2 separate regions of the Acanthopagrus latus genome follow, and region 1 is linked to region 2. The links are chromatin contacts, called in public Hi-C maps. All regions are on one chromosome and are shown on one strand. Each heading gives the region's core, a stretch centred on a gene start, on an enhancer-like site or on the middle of the called end of the contact. The rest is flanking DNA. Distances are from core to core; before and after follow the strand shown. Region 1 holds the start of LOC119011446 (phosphoglucomutase-1-like). Region 2 holds the start of scp2a (non-specific lipid-transfer protein).

Region 1 (6,029 bases), core at 2,367-4,866, 230 kb before region 2:
TAAAGTAAACAGCTGTAACGCTCTCTGTCTGACGGGAACACTCAGTCAGATAGTCAGGTGGATGTTTTGTTGACTGAGAGGTCAAACAGACTCTTGTGTAGTGAGGCTCAGCTTAAGCTGTCTGTCACATCTGACCCCTCTGCAAACATTTAAGGAACATGATCATCAAGAACATGTCCGGAGAACCCTAAACACAGCCATACTGAGTCTGGACTCAAACACACAATACACACACAGTGCAATTCTTATGTACCTTACTCAATAATCCCATTTTTACCTGACTTTATACTTTTTAGTCCTCTACATTTGAAGTGAAATATTTGACTTTTTTACTGTACCACATTTGTATCTGTGTCACAGTCATATTACTCATATTATGAAACATTTGTTATGAACGACATTACAGCTACAATTAGCCCCAGTCTTGACCATCTTATGATGATATCAACATACAGTATGATAATTTCAGTGATTACAATCCAATAAAATGTTTTATAATAACACTCACAGTCATTTCTCCATGGAGGACTGAACCTGCTTTTTAAACGAATATCTTTACTAATACTTTTTCTCATATTTTTGTAATTTTACTGAAGATATATTTTAAAACAGTACTTTTACCTGAAACAGTATTTTTACGGTGTTACTTAGAACCTGACTCTGCTTAAGCCAACAACATTTGGAAAGCAAAATGTGTGTTTTTTGACATTCATTCTGCCATGGGTAACAGTGAATACACTGATGTGATTACACACTCTTGGTTAATGTAGTCTCACCTCCATGCATGCCGTCCAGTCTTATCTTGATGTGGTTTTCACCAGACAGAAACTCCTTCAGAGCGGCAAAGTCAAAGATGTTCCGCAACAAGTTGGCGTAGGATTCCACAGAGTCCACAATTTCCACTGGGCACATCCAAAAAAAAAAAAAATATATATATTTTTTTTAAAATTTTGTGATGTTAATTCTATGAATTTACATGCCAGCACAAACATTAAGAGTAAAGCTGAAAAAAGCTGGCAGGATAATTCACCGTGTCTGTCCTACCATCCATCCACATATCCGTTTTTCTCTCTCATTGTCTCTATCTTCTCCTAATTTGAACGTGATGGGTGACAGACTCAGGCTGCAGCTCACCTGTGAAAGGTTTGAACTTGTTCTCCAGATCAAACGTCTGTTTGCCCAGGGTCGTCAGATCCACGCGCAGTCCGGGGCAGATGGCAAACTCCTCTATGGTCCTGCTGATCTGAAAGATCTTGTTTGTGACAGCCTCCTTGGCTGGGCCTAGATAGATAGATAGATAGATAGATAGATAGATAGATAGATAGATAGATAGATAGATAGATAGATAGATAGATAGATAGATAGATAGATAGATAGATAGATAGATAGATAGATAGATAGATAGATAGATAGATAGATAGATAGATAGATAGATTCAAAAGAGATTCAAGACCTAAATACAGGGCCTGGATACAGTAAAAAGCCTCTGATATTACAGGTGATATTTGCATGTAGTTATGTACTATATGACAAGTATAATTAGATAATATGCAGGGCTGTTTGGGATATTTATTGGTAATACCATGCAGAGTTTTTTGATGTGCTTGAACTTTGTCCCAGATTTTATGCTGGGGCATAGTCTCTAGTTTTACCTCAGTCTTTGCCAGTGTCCAGCCTTGTTAAATGTCTATTTGACTTCTCTCGTAACACTATTTCTTACTTGGCTGAAGCCCCTGCGTGCTTCCTGCTCTCCGGTTACCGTACCTCCATTTGCAGTGTTGAACTTAATGCCAAAGTCTCCGTCAGGCCCTCCGGGGTTGTGGCTGGCAGTGAGGATGATGCCACCGATGGCTTTGTATTTCCTGATTACGCAGGAGATGGCCGGCGTTGACATTATCCCATGGTGTCCAATGATCAGACGACCCACCTGAGGAAAATGTCACACAGGTGTGTGTTTGTGTGAGTTGGCCGGCACAAGCAGGTATCTTAATTTATCTGAGTGGGGGGAGGCGAGGGGATGCCACTGAATATCAGGTTTGGTATGTCATGCTTCTTCCTAAAAGTAACTGGGACTAGAAGTAGAGCGACTAGAGACTAGTGTCATTTAATGAACAAAGGTTATGGTACATGAGCAGCAGGGTTTAATGTGTATAAGTGAGCTTTGGACAGCATAAGAGGCATGCTATTGAAAATGGATGTTACGATGGCAAAAATACAGATTAAACTGGTGTATATTGCAAAAAGATAAAGATTCACTCAAAAATAATTTTAAAAAAAAAGGGGTTGCGACCCTTATTTTGGATTGTAAGGAAGAAGAAGGAAGAATCGTTATTGAATCTTTATATCATACAATGCACAACGTAGTGAAAATGTACTCTGCATTTAATTTCAAGGCACAGTATGCAGCGTGTATGCACCGGGGACCAATTCCAGATCTTAGCCAGTGCCTTTGTTCAAGGGCACTGATTGGAGAATTAACCTAATATTTTGATGGTAGTGGAATCCAGAATACCTGGAGGAAACCCCCACAAGCACGGGGAGAACATGCAAACTCCATACAGACCGGCCCTGTGCTGGCATTAAGTTGACATTTAAATTTAAACGGGACATTCCATTGTTAAGGACATTATAAAACAGCTCCAAATATCTCTTTGAGTTTTACTGTCCATCAAATTATCAGTTTTAAATGAATTTTGGAGGTTATGTTTTCACCTGTGTCTGTTGGTTCGTTGGTTTGTAAGCAGGATTACATAAAAACTTGAGCACGGATTTCTGCAAAATTTGGTTGGAGGATGGGTCTCTGCCCAGAATAGACCCCCTATACTTTTGGCGCTGATCCAGGAATTCTTTTGCACAAAAATACAGTAGCTATTAGCAATAAACAACAATGTATTTTCTGTCATTAATTTTGATTATTTTTTTTTAAAAAAGTAATGTCATTTAAAGACCTGCCAATAAATTAGAAAAGCTCTAATCTTCTTTTTGGACTTCATTTACATTCAAATTATAGATTTCAACTTTAACTTGTTTTATTTGCATAATTTGAGGTAAATTTCATATATTTCTCACCTCATAATACAAGCATATGTCAAGAGTTAAAATCAAATATTAATCACACATTAGGCTGCTACAACCAATGAAATCAAAAGGACAATATCAGGTGAGGGGCCAGGTGACACTGACATACATGCTCTCACACCCCCCACAAACATAATACACAAACTTACCAGCATGCGCACACAAACAAACACACACATACACGGTGTCACTGACCCCGTTGGCAGCTGCCATCTGTACAATGACCTTGATGGCTGTTGTGTTGAAGAAGCGACCGTCTCCCCCCACCACCACTGTTGATCCCTGGCGGTCGCGAAGGTCAATAGAGGAGAAGATACTCTGGATGAAGTTGTGTAAGTAGTTCCTCCTGGACTGGAACACATACACCTTTTTCCTCAGGCCGCTGGTGCCGGGTCTCTGGTCTGGGTACGGGGCTGTGGGGACAGTCAGCACCTGCAGAGGACTGTTGTCCATTGTTTCAAAATGAGAATCTAACAAAATCTAACGGTGCAGAGAGCCTTGGAACCTGTTGTTTAGAGGGAAATCCCCTGTCAGTTGACATGGGGAATGGTACGCAGGGGCAGAATGGGAGGGTGAGAGTCTTGACTCCTCCTATTATTCGACTGGAGGCACAGGGTTACAGTGGTACTTCTGAGGCCCAAAATAACCTTTCAGACTAATGTGTGTGCAGAGGCATGGGGAGTAACTGAAGACGCTCCTTCACACATGTGCAGGGAGATCACTGTCAAGGCTGCAGGCCAAGCCACAAAGAAGAGTGTGTGTTTGGGTGTGTCAGAGTGGAAGTACTGAAGTGTCATGGGAGCAATTTGCCCATGTGTGAACGGCTGCAGCTGTGCTCCGAGTGATGATTTGCAAAAAGGAGGATGACATCCCTCATCGGAGATGGGCCTGGTGCTATTTCAGGAGGAAATATTAACCATTTCTTCAAGCAGAGTGCGTGAACAGAGAGTGAGAGGACCAATTAGAGGGTCTTAGTGAATATAGACATGGTTTAAGGAAAGTATCCGCTTACAAAACAAACACAATATGTCAAATGGAATCACTCATGCGGCACAATCAAATCAGAGTGAAACAACACTGCCCTCTAGAGTTTATTAATGGCTCCTAACATCATAACCTCTCAGTGCAACATCCAGAACATTTCGCTACGTGGTAATAGCATGAACATATATCAGTCATTCGTTTACTTTGGCGTGAAAAAAAGTTGGTGCATTCAGTTCAAGGATGACATTTACACTGGGCCAAATCACTGTTGAACATCAGGACTGCAAGCAAACTACAGCCCCTACAGAAATGGGACATGATGGAAGTTTGTCTACTGGGTTTTATCACGGATCTCCACACCTTAATTAATATATTAGCATTATATGAAGACACAGTTATATTTCAATTTATTTAGATTAATAATAATAATAATAATAATAATAATAATAATAATAATAATAATAATAATAATAAAAACAGCAAATGTATCAAAACTTAGGTATGTAAAGTAAAGATGAATGTGATCTATAGTGGTGGTTCCTAACCTTTACTGCTTTTGACTTGGGTTGTTCTGATAGTGATACCAGTATCAGCAGTGCCTCCAATACACCCTAAAAAGCTGGATTGGGTATTGTATACATGTTTTTACACCTCTACATTTATCCAGAAACAGCAAGTAACTTGTCTAACTCAAGCACATGTTGACAAACTTACATTTGTTGATATCTCTTGACCCCCTCAAGAAGTCCCTCCTATCATGTTGGGAACCACTGTTATATAGTGAGAGTCAATGTGACCCAATATGAAAACTGCTCATATGTCAACCCAGTCGCCAGAATTAAATGTCTGCAGTTAATGTTTCTGCAAACCTGATCTGATATGTTCACATTTCTAGGTTGCATACGATAGAGACTATCCACAATACGTGACATCTTACATTATATGTTATGTTATATTTCATGTTTATGACTTTTATCTCTGGAGATGGAGGAAATGGTGGTACAGTTAAGCTACGTGACAAGGCCGCAAGACCTAGTACAATTTGAAGTCGTGTTTGTGGTGACCAAGACAAGACAGGTGCAGTAAGATAAAATATGATCTTTTCCTAACCCTAACCAAGTGTTGTTTTTTTTCCCTGAAACCTTACCAGTCCATATGCACAGCACTGTCACAACAAAAAGACTGAGATACTACTTAACTTAAAGAAACTTAAAAATGCAACGTATAGAAATGGCCATTTTCAACATATCCATGGGTTGCAAACTATACACTGCTAACATTTACTCTGGAGACTGGGTTGCGTTGGTGCCTGTATGTTTAATGTTCTTCTCCATAACCTTTGACCTTTGAGGGGCAATGAGTGAAGGCCTAGTTCATGCAGTGTGCCCATTGCGATTTGGTCTAATTCAGATTCACAATACATTTTAAAATGTTCTATTACTCTATTAGAGGCTATCCTGACACGAGCAGCAAAACAGCCTTTCGGCTTTCTCTGTTTGGGACACAGCAGCACTTGGCATCGGAAGAAATCTCCTCCTCTCTGCCCGAGCCTTCTTGAACCACGGCCTCCCACATGAAGCAGTGCCAAGTCTCTCCTGAAGAGGCCACTGTGTATTGCACTATTTTCACTGGAGAACGCTGATCAAGGGTCACTGAAAGACACCTGTCTCAGTGGAGGATGAAGAGGACGTGGTGATGCGGGAAGCGGCAGGTTGGACGGAGATCTGGGTGAACTTGAGGAAGTGAAAAGCCTTGTGGCCGAGCCCCCACTGAATCCCTCTCCTACGCTCTGAGCGCCCCTTTGCTCTCATGAGGAAATATCTCCCATTCAGGTTGGCATCTCCACAGGCGTTGAACCACCATCCACCTGCAAGATGACATAAATTACATGTTTGTGCTGCTGGCGCTGGATGACAAGTATTCATTACATGGGATAAACATGTCACCCTCATGCACATCTGCCTCAC
Region 2 (6,731 bases), core at 2,755-5,254:
GTGAATTTATTCAAACACAAAAAATGATTTCCAAAATGATTAGCAGTTCATGAACAATTCTGGCATAGGCAAATAAGGTATAAACATTTGGAGTTAGCTACCTCAGCTGTACTGACATATGTTAGAGTAATGTCTGTTTTCTTGATGACAGACACTGATGTTTCTGTAAATTTATGATTTGTATAAAAGAAAAAAAATAGAGAAACTGCTCAGCCTATTTTATTTAAGAGCTTTTTATCATGGCCACCACGGACGGCCCTTCCTGCTCCCTGGTTATATGATAATGATATTAACAACTGTAAGTAGAAAGCACGTTGATTAATTCTTCGTTTCTAGGGTGCAGCTGTGTTTATCAGTGAGGTGTATCCCTGTGTTTAACAGGGGCAGAGGAACCAGCAGAGATTCAGTTTTCAGCAGGAGCAACCATGCTGTGAGCAAAAACTACAACTGGCAAAACCTGTGTAATGGATGGCAACATGTTATTCATGTCATTTTGTGAGTCTTCTCTCCATCCAGTACAATAACATACTGTATTGATTCATACCTTGGCGCTCAAAGAGCCCCTCTCCATCTTCTCAAACCCGAGAGCGAGCACACAGTCAGCAAGACCTGTGAAAGGTGAACAAAAGTAGATTTTACAGTTGTATTAAAAATGTATTGCAATGTATATAAAATACTCTCCTTTTAATAATGACTTTTTTTTTATATCCTTTTACATACAAAATGATATCTTGTTAAAATCCTCAAAGTGACATCTACTCATTCTACTCATCTAATATTACATTATCTATGAATATCCAAATGTTCCACATCCACAATGCGCTTCCACAGTCTATCTGCTTGACATAAGACGTCATCTACTTCCCTGTGAAGTCCATTCTCAGTGTCTGTGCACTAAATGCTTCAGGTTTTTACATTTAAGTTTAATAATGGACAAGGATTGGCTTCAAAACTATTTGTGATGTCGTAAATCATTCCCACAGGCCCAGGATATGAAAAGAGTCTAACTCTGCACATCATTCATTCAACTGCAAGACCAAGAAGAAACACATATTTCTGATTTGAGGGAAACTGTAAATAAAAAATAATAGATTATTCAATTTCCTGAATTACCTGATGGTGGTTTATCACTTTCAAGGCGTATGGCTTTACTTACCTCCCCTAACCATCTGGCGTGCCATAAAGAGAGCCGTGGAGCCAGTGGAGCAGTTGTTGTTGACGTTGATGATGGGGATCCCGGTCAGGCCCAAGCTATGGTAAATGGCCCGCTGCCCACATGTGGAGTCCCCTGAAGGAATAATGGATGGGAATGGTTACGGTTATTTCCTATTCAAATTACTATTCTAACATGAGAGATGAATTGAGACAAGAAAATGAGAGGATACACTGTATGGACACAAAGATATCAACATTGGTGTTATTCAGTATTTCAGTGACCATGCGTCTAACATTACATGGTCTCACCATAAACGTATCCTACGCAGGCTTGTTCAATAGAAGAATATGGGATTCCTGCATCTGCAAGAGCCTTTTCACCTAGAACAGAATGTAGACAAAACCAATTTAAAAAATGTTACACAACAAGATCCATCTCATGATTTCAAGATACGGTATCTTCTGAGAGACTGGACAATGTCCATGGTGTGTGAAGATAACCACCTGCTTCCTTGGCCATATCAGGGTAATCATAGTCACCTCTGGCTCCAGGCTTATCAAACTGTAGCAACACACAGAAAGAAAGAAAAAAAAGACTGTTAAGAGTCACTCTACATGAGCATTCACAACTGGTTTTCCAGCTCTCAGTTAGTGGATAACATCCTGCCCTAACTTTTGTACTTGATTTCCAAATAGAGATAAACATTTATCAGATTGGCAGAAAAATATTCATTAATGTTTTTCACAGGCGTTTAACCATCAACTAATTTTTAAGCAAAAGTATTAAAAATATGCCCTTCCTGCCTCTTACGATGAGAAGATTTGTTGTCATTCATCACTGTAAAAATTGTGAATAACTTTTTTTTGGACAGTAAGTCAGACAGAAGGATGCATCTGAACATGTCACTTGGCATCATTGGAGGTGTGATGCATGTTTTCAAAATGTTCTGGCATTCATGTGTTCAAAAAAAACACCCCAGTCGCCAGGATAAAATGTTGGCAATCAACATCTATGTAAACCATTTACATTATTTGTACACCTCCAAGGCTGCATGTCACATCAACATTTCTACGGCATGTGTTGCATTACGTTCACGTTACATGAAATGCAATCGGGACATCTCCCAACATGTTTATGCGAGCAAAACAGGTACAGTTTATTGAAAGAAAAGATCGTCTTTAACGCTCACCTAGTGGTTTTTGTGCCTAAACCTTACTAGATCATGAGAACAGCGTTGTCACACGCATAAAATAAAAATAAAACCTGATGAAACAGAGTTGCAACACAAAGAAACTTCATGTTTCAACACATCCGTAGTTTACAGAAATGTACATTGCCAAAATTTCTGGTAAATGGAAAGGCAGAAAATATTGCATCTTTAATTTTCTTGATATTATAATACTTATTTGTAACTGTGCAAAACACACAAATTATTTAATTAATTTTCAGTTTGTACAGAAATGCATTCTAAATTGTAATTAATATTTATTTTAGGGAAATTAGAAAATATGTGTTTAGCAAGTTTGCCAAATAAGTTGTAATTCAAGAATATTGAGAATCAAATACATACATTAAAGGGCCTGTTAACAAAGAAAGGATGAGGACAAGCCATAAAAGGCAGAATCAGTGGCGTTTCTGGGGTGGGCAGCACACCTAAATTACTGGAAGTGACAGCCGTAATAAATACATAGATGGTATAAGAAGACAGTGTGACATCAGGCTTAACTGTGAGATCAATAGCAATTTCATAATGAGATCATTATTTCACTTGAAGCACTGGTGTAAAAACAGTCCCATTAATACCAAATAAAATACAGTCGCATAGAGGGAACAAACTCTAGTGGTAATATTGGAGTGGATTTGGTCAACATTCAAGGGGTCTTCAAGCTTGTGAAAATACAACACTTCAAACTAAGAAAACAGCTCTGGAAATACACCTCATAATGTTAGCAGTCTGCTCCTGTCTTATCAAGGATTGCAGCACTGTTAACCATGAACTATGGACTCATAACATATGCAGAGGGGGGCATGAGATACAAATCGAAGTCCAACCAACATTCAACCCAGAGCCAAATTTAAAGGTGCACTATGTGGTTTAGAAGAAGAAATCATGATCAAACGAGAGAGAGCTTCATTTCCTTTTCTTTATTTTCCTCAACAAACTAAATAAAGAAACTGTCTTTGTTTTCATGACTGAGTAAAACGAATAAACAAACTGTTTAACCGCATTATGTTGTACTTAATAACTTTCTACTGAAGTTCTCCCAAAACAACATGGTGTCCCTTTGACACTAAACACAGGGCTAACTTGGCTAGCTGGTGGTTACAGCACACTGTGTCAGCTGCTAACACAATATGAGCAAAATGGGCAGCTGTCAGCTCAATAAACTGTCCGCTAGCAGTGGTATTAATTGGTAAAAGCTGACATTCTTCAGGGGGGACGTGTCCCATGCACTAAAATCTGTTGTCAAAGTTAGCCAACTGTGCTAAGTTAGCCTAAAGTCACGTATTAGGTCGTTCTCGTCGTCTATGGACTATGACAATACAAATGCATGATAACAATACCTTTGTCATGCCCACACCGATGACAAACACCCTGTTGTTCCTTCCAGGTGCCATGGTACTGTAGCTTGTCTTCAGCAGTGGACGGAGGAGAGCAGGCAGGTGTGAGGACAGCGGCGGCCGCGGCAGCATCAGCAGACTGGGTCCGGCTAACTCAATGTAACGTGAAGATCGTGTGTATCCGAGCTGATGCCTCACTCCGAGGAGAAACACGGCACCACTGTCAGTGATTCTGTGAGCGTGCTGGAGAGAATTCCCCTTGAGACAAGCATTGTTCTTCTTGAAATCTTCATGGTTTCATTGTCACCAGTTTTTTTTTCTTTTTCTTTTTCTTTTTTCCACTTCTGATTGTGAATGCCAGACTGGCTGAGGACACTTCTCTCTCAAAAATTGTCTCCACTGGTGACCCGTGTTACTTTGTCTTTTCATTGGAACTTGAACACATCATTTTCACATAAATAGACCTTTTCTGGTTTGCTGTTTCCTGGGCTGCACTGTGCCTTGTGTTCCTTTTCCTTTTTAATTTGTCACATCACCTAAGAAAGAAGGAAAGTTCTCTGTCTGAAACAATCATTACTCCACAATCATTACTCCTTGATAGCAGTTTTTCTGAACATGGTATGTTGAAATGCTGACAGAGTGAGAGCGCTTTCACGTCCTCTCCTTGGTCACTCACCTGAAGCTGTAACCAATCAGCTAATGTTGCTCTTAATTATATATTGGCTGAATGGTACATCTGTACAGGTACATGTCCAGCTTGATTGAGTTTTTTTCATATGATCGCTCACTAATGTATTTTACCATGCCTGTATGCCTACTGACTATTGAAAGAGGACAGATAAATGTGCAAAGAAAAAGCTCAACTCAGAATGCTCACCTTTCAATTTTATTGAGGCAGTGAAAAAGAAAAAACCTTGATCATGTTGACCCACAACATGTATGTAGAACCTGTCCTGTTTATCTGTTAATGTTCATCCTCCACCAGACCATGCTACTTCAGCATCTGGAGCGCCCTTTGATGCCAGGAAAGAGGCCTGATTGGCCGCAGTGTTCATTTGCCCCTCTCTGAGACTAATCACGAGTGACATCAGCACTTTTTGAACTGGTGTGTGACCTCGTATATTCCCACCGACTCCTTGACTTTCTCGTCGTAGTCTGTCCAGTCCTGAAATGTACAAAACGAGGGTCTGTCAAGTCGCATGGATGAAAGTCATTTTCAGAAAACACAAGAAGCGTGAATGAATACAAGACCAAATGAATGACACCCAACAGTGCAGTTTCAAAAATTGACCTTGTTTCAAGTCAAATTTTTGCCAAAAAAGTGTGGACACTGTTGTGTGTAAGGGACAGGCTGTCCCCACTGTGTTTACTTTTTCTTGTAGGTTGATGTCATCAAACGATGTTCCAGACTCTGCTCCCTGTGCAGCGAAGCCAGCCTGGGTTCAAAAAAATAACAACAAGAAAAACAGGAAATTGAGAAGTCACACGATATTATAACAATGATATCATCACAGTATGCCTGCCTCAAGAGTAATATACTTCATTATTACTTTATTATCAAGTACCGGTATGTTGACTTAGTAGGGAGTACAGGTGCATCTAATAACTTTAACTGTTTTCATTCAATTTAGGTGTGTCAGTGAGCTGTTCAAGTGTGGTTGCGCAATCATGATTGATCCCAAATGCATTGACTTTTCAGATTGCTGTATTTAATGTCCTCGCACTTCTGTTTTTAAACTTGACATAACCTCGTGGCCTGGCAGATCCGCGCTGCTATTTGGAAGCTTTTGATTCAGGATCCTGGTGCCCACTGACGCACGGTCTTGGACGTTTGAATGGAATAGAGCCATTGTTGACACAATTGCCAATAGAGCCTCCCCCGGCTGCCCCCCACCTCTTCTATACCCCCTGTTTGCTGCCCCACTCTCACCTCTACATTCAGCTTGCAGACACCCCCCCCCCCCCCGCCATTCAACCACCTTCCCCACCTGACACTCAGCCCCTCTGCTCCAATCTGACCCTCTCCACTGTCCAGGTGAGAAACGAGCGATGAAGGCGAAGAAGGCTACGGGTCCAGACGAACGTGACCCTAAAGCTGAGAAAAGTACCAATGCTGTGGAAAACCTCCAGCATGGTACCAGTGCCGAAGACTTCTCACTCAAAGGACTTCAACAGCTACAGACCAGTTACTCTCACTTCACACCTGATGAAGACCCTGGAGCATTTGGTCCTTGTCCATCTCCGCCCTCTGGTAGGTCCTTTTATGGACCCATTCCAGTTTGCCTAACAACCTGGCACCAGAGTGGACGATGCCATCATCTTTCTCCTGGACAGAATGTTCTTTGATTTCTCCAGTGCTTTCAAGACCATTTAGCCTGCACTACTAGGGGACAAGCTGGAGCTTTCCTGTTCACCCTGTACACTGCAGGCTTCTGCCATCGGTCACTCCACTGCAATCTACAAAAGATCTCTGTTGAATCTGCTTTCGATGGCTTCATCAGGGACAGGGACAACAGAGCCTACAGAGAACTTTTCAAGGATTTTGTGGACTAGTGCCAGCAGAACCACCTCCAGCTCAACCCCCGGGAAGACCAAACAACTGATGGTGAATTTCCACAGGCACAGACAACCCTGCACACAGCTGAACATCCAGGGAATGGACATTGAGATGGTGACATCTTACAAGAATCTGGATGTTCACCTGAACAATAAACTGGACTGGACTGATCACATTGCAGCTACATACAAGAAAGGTCAGAGCCGACGCTATTTGATGAGGAAGCTCAGGTCCTTCAGAGTGCAAGTGGCACTCCTGACCTCTTTCTATGACTTTGTGGTAGCATCAGCCACTTTCTATGGGGTAGTCTGCTGGAGCAGCAGCATCTCTGCAGCAGGTAAGAAGACATTTGATGCACTTAGCAAGAAGGCCAGCTCAGTCCTGGGATGCCCTCTTACCCAGTGCAGGCAGTGTGAGAGAGCAGGCTGGTGGATAAGCTGTCATCACTGCTGGTGT

What was found. Hi-C and Micro-C count contacts between places; a contact is called where the count stands out from the background.
Region 1: a Hi-C map of muscle shows a contact between it and region 2, with 2.2 times the contacts expected there. The contact joins the promoter of LOC119011446 here to the promoter of scp2a in region 2. A contact is called at or near these places in 2 of 4 Hi-C or Micro-C datasets (liver and muscle).

What each region holds. Positions count from the first base shown.
Region 1 is chr21:7,814,183-7,820,211 of fAcaLat1.1, reverse strand. LOC119011446 (phosphoglucomutase-1-like) reads right to left here and starts at 3,616. Exons shown (of 11, transcript XM_037084579.1): 1 at 3,274-3,616; 2 at 1,765-1,927; 3 at 1,135-1,281; 4 at 777-902. The coding sequence starts at 3,531. It overlaps LOC119011262 (angiopoietin-related protein 3-like), which reads right to left. Exons shown (of 7, transcript XM_037084232.1): 7 at 4,140-5,929. The coding sequence ends at 5,712.
Region 2 is chr21:7,587,265-7,593,995 of fAcaLat1.1, reverse strand. scp2a (non-specific lipid-transfer protein) reads right to left here and starts at 4,004. Exons shown (of 16, transcript XM_037084898.1): 1 at 3,722-4,004; 2 at 1,660-1,717; 3 at 1,465-1,536; 4 at 1,157-1,288; 5 at 545-609. The coding sequence starts at 3,850. czib (CXXC motif containing zinc binding protein) reads right to left here. Exons shown (of 8, transcript XM_037084906.1): 7 at 5,089-5,154; 8 at 4,592-4,883. The coding sequence ends at 4,806.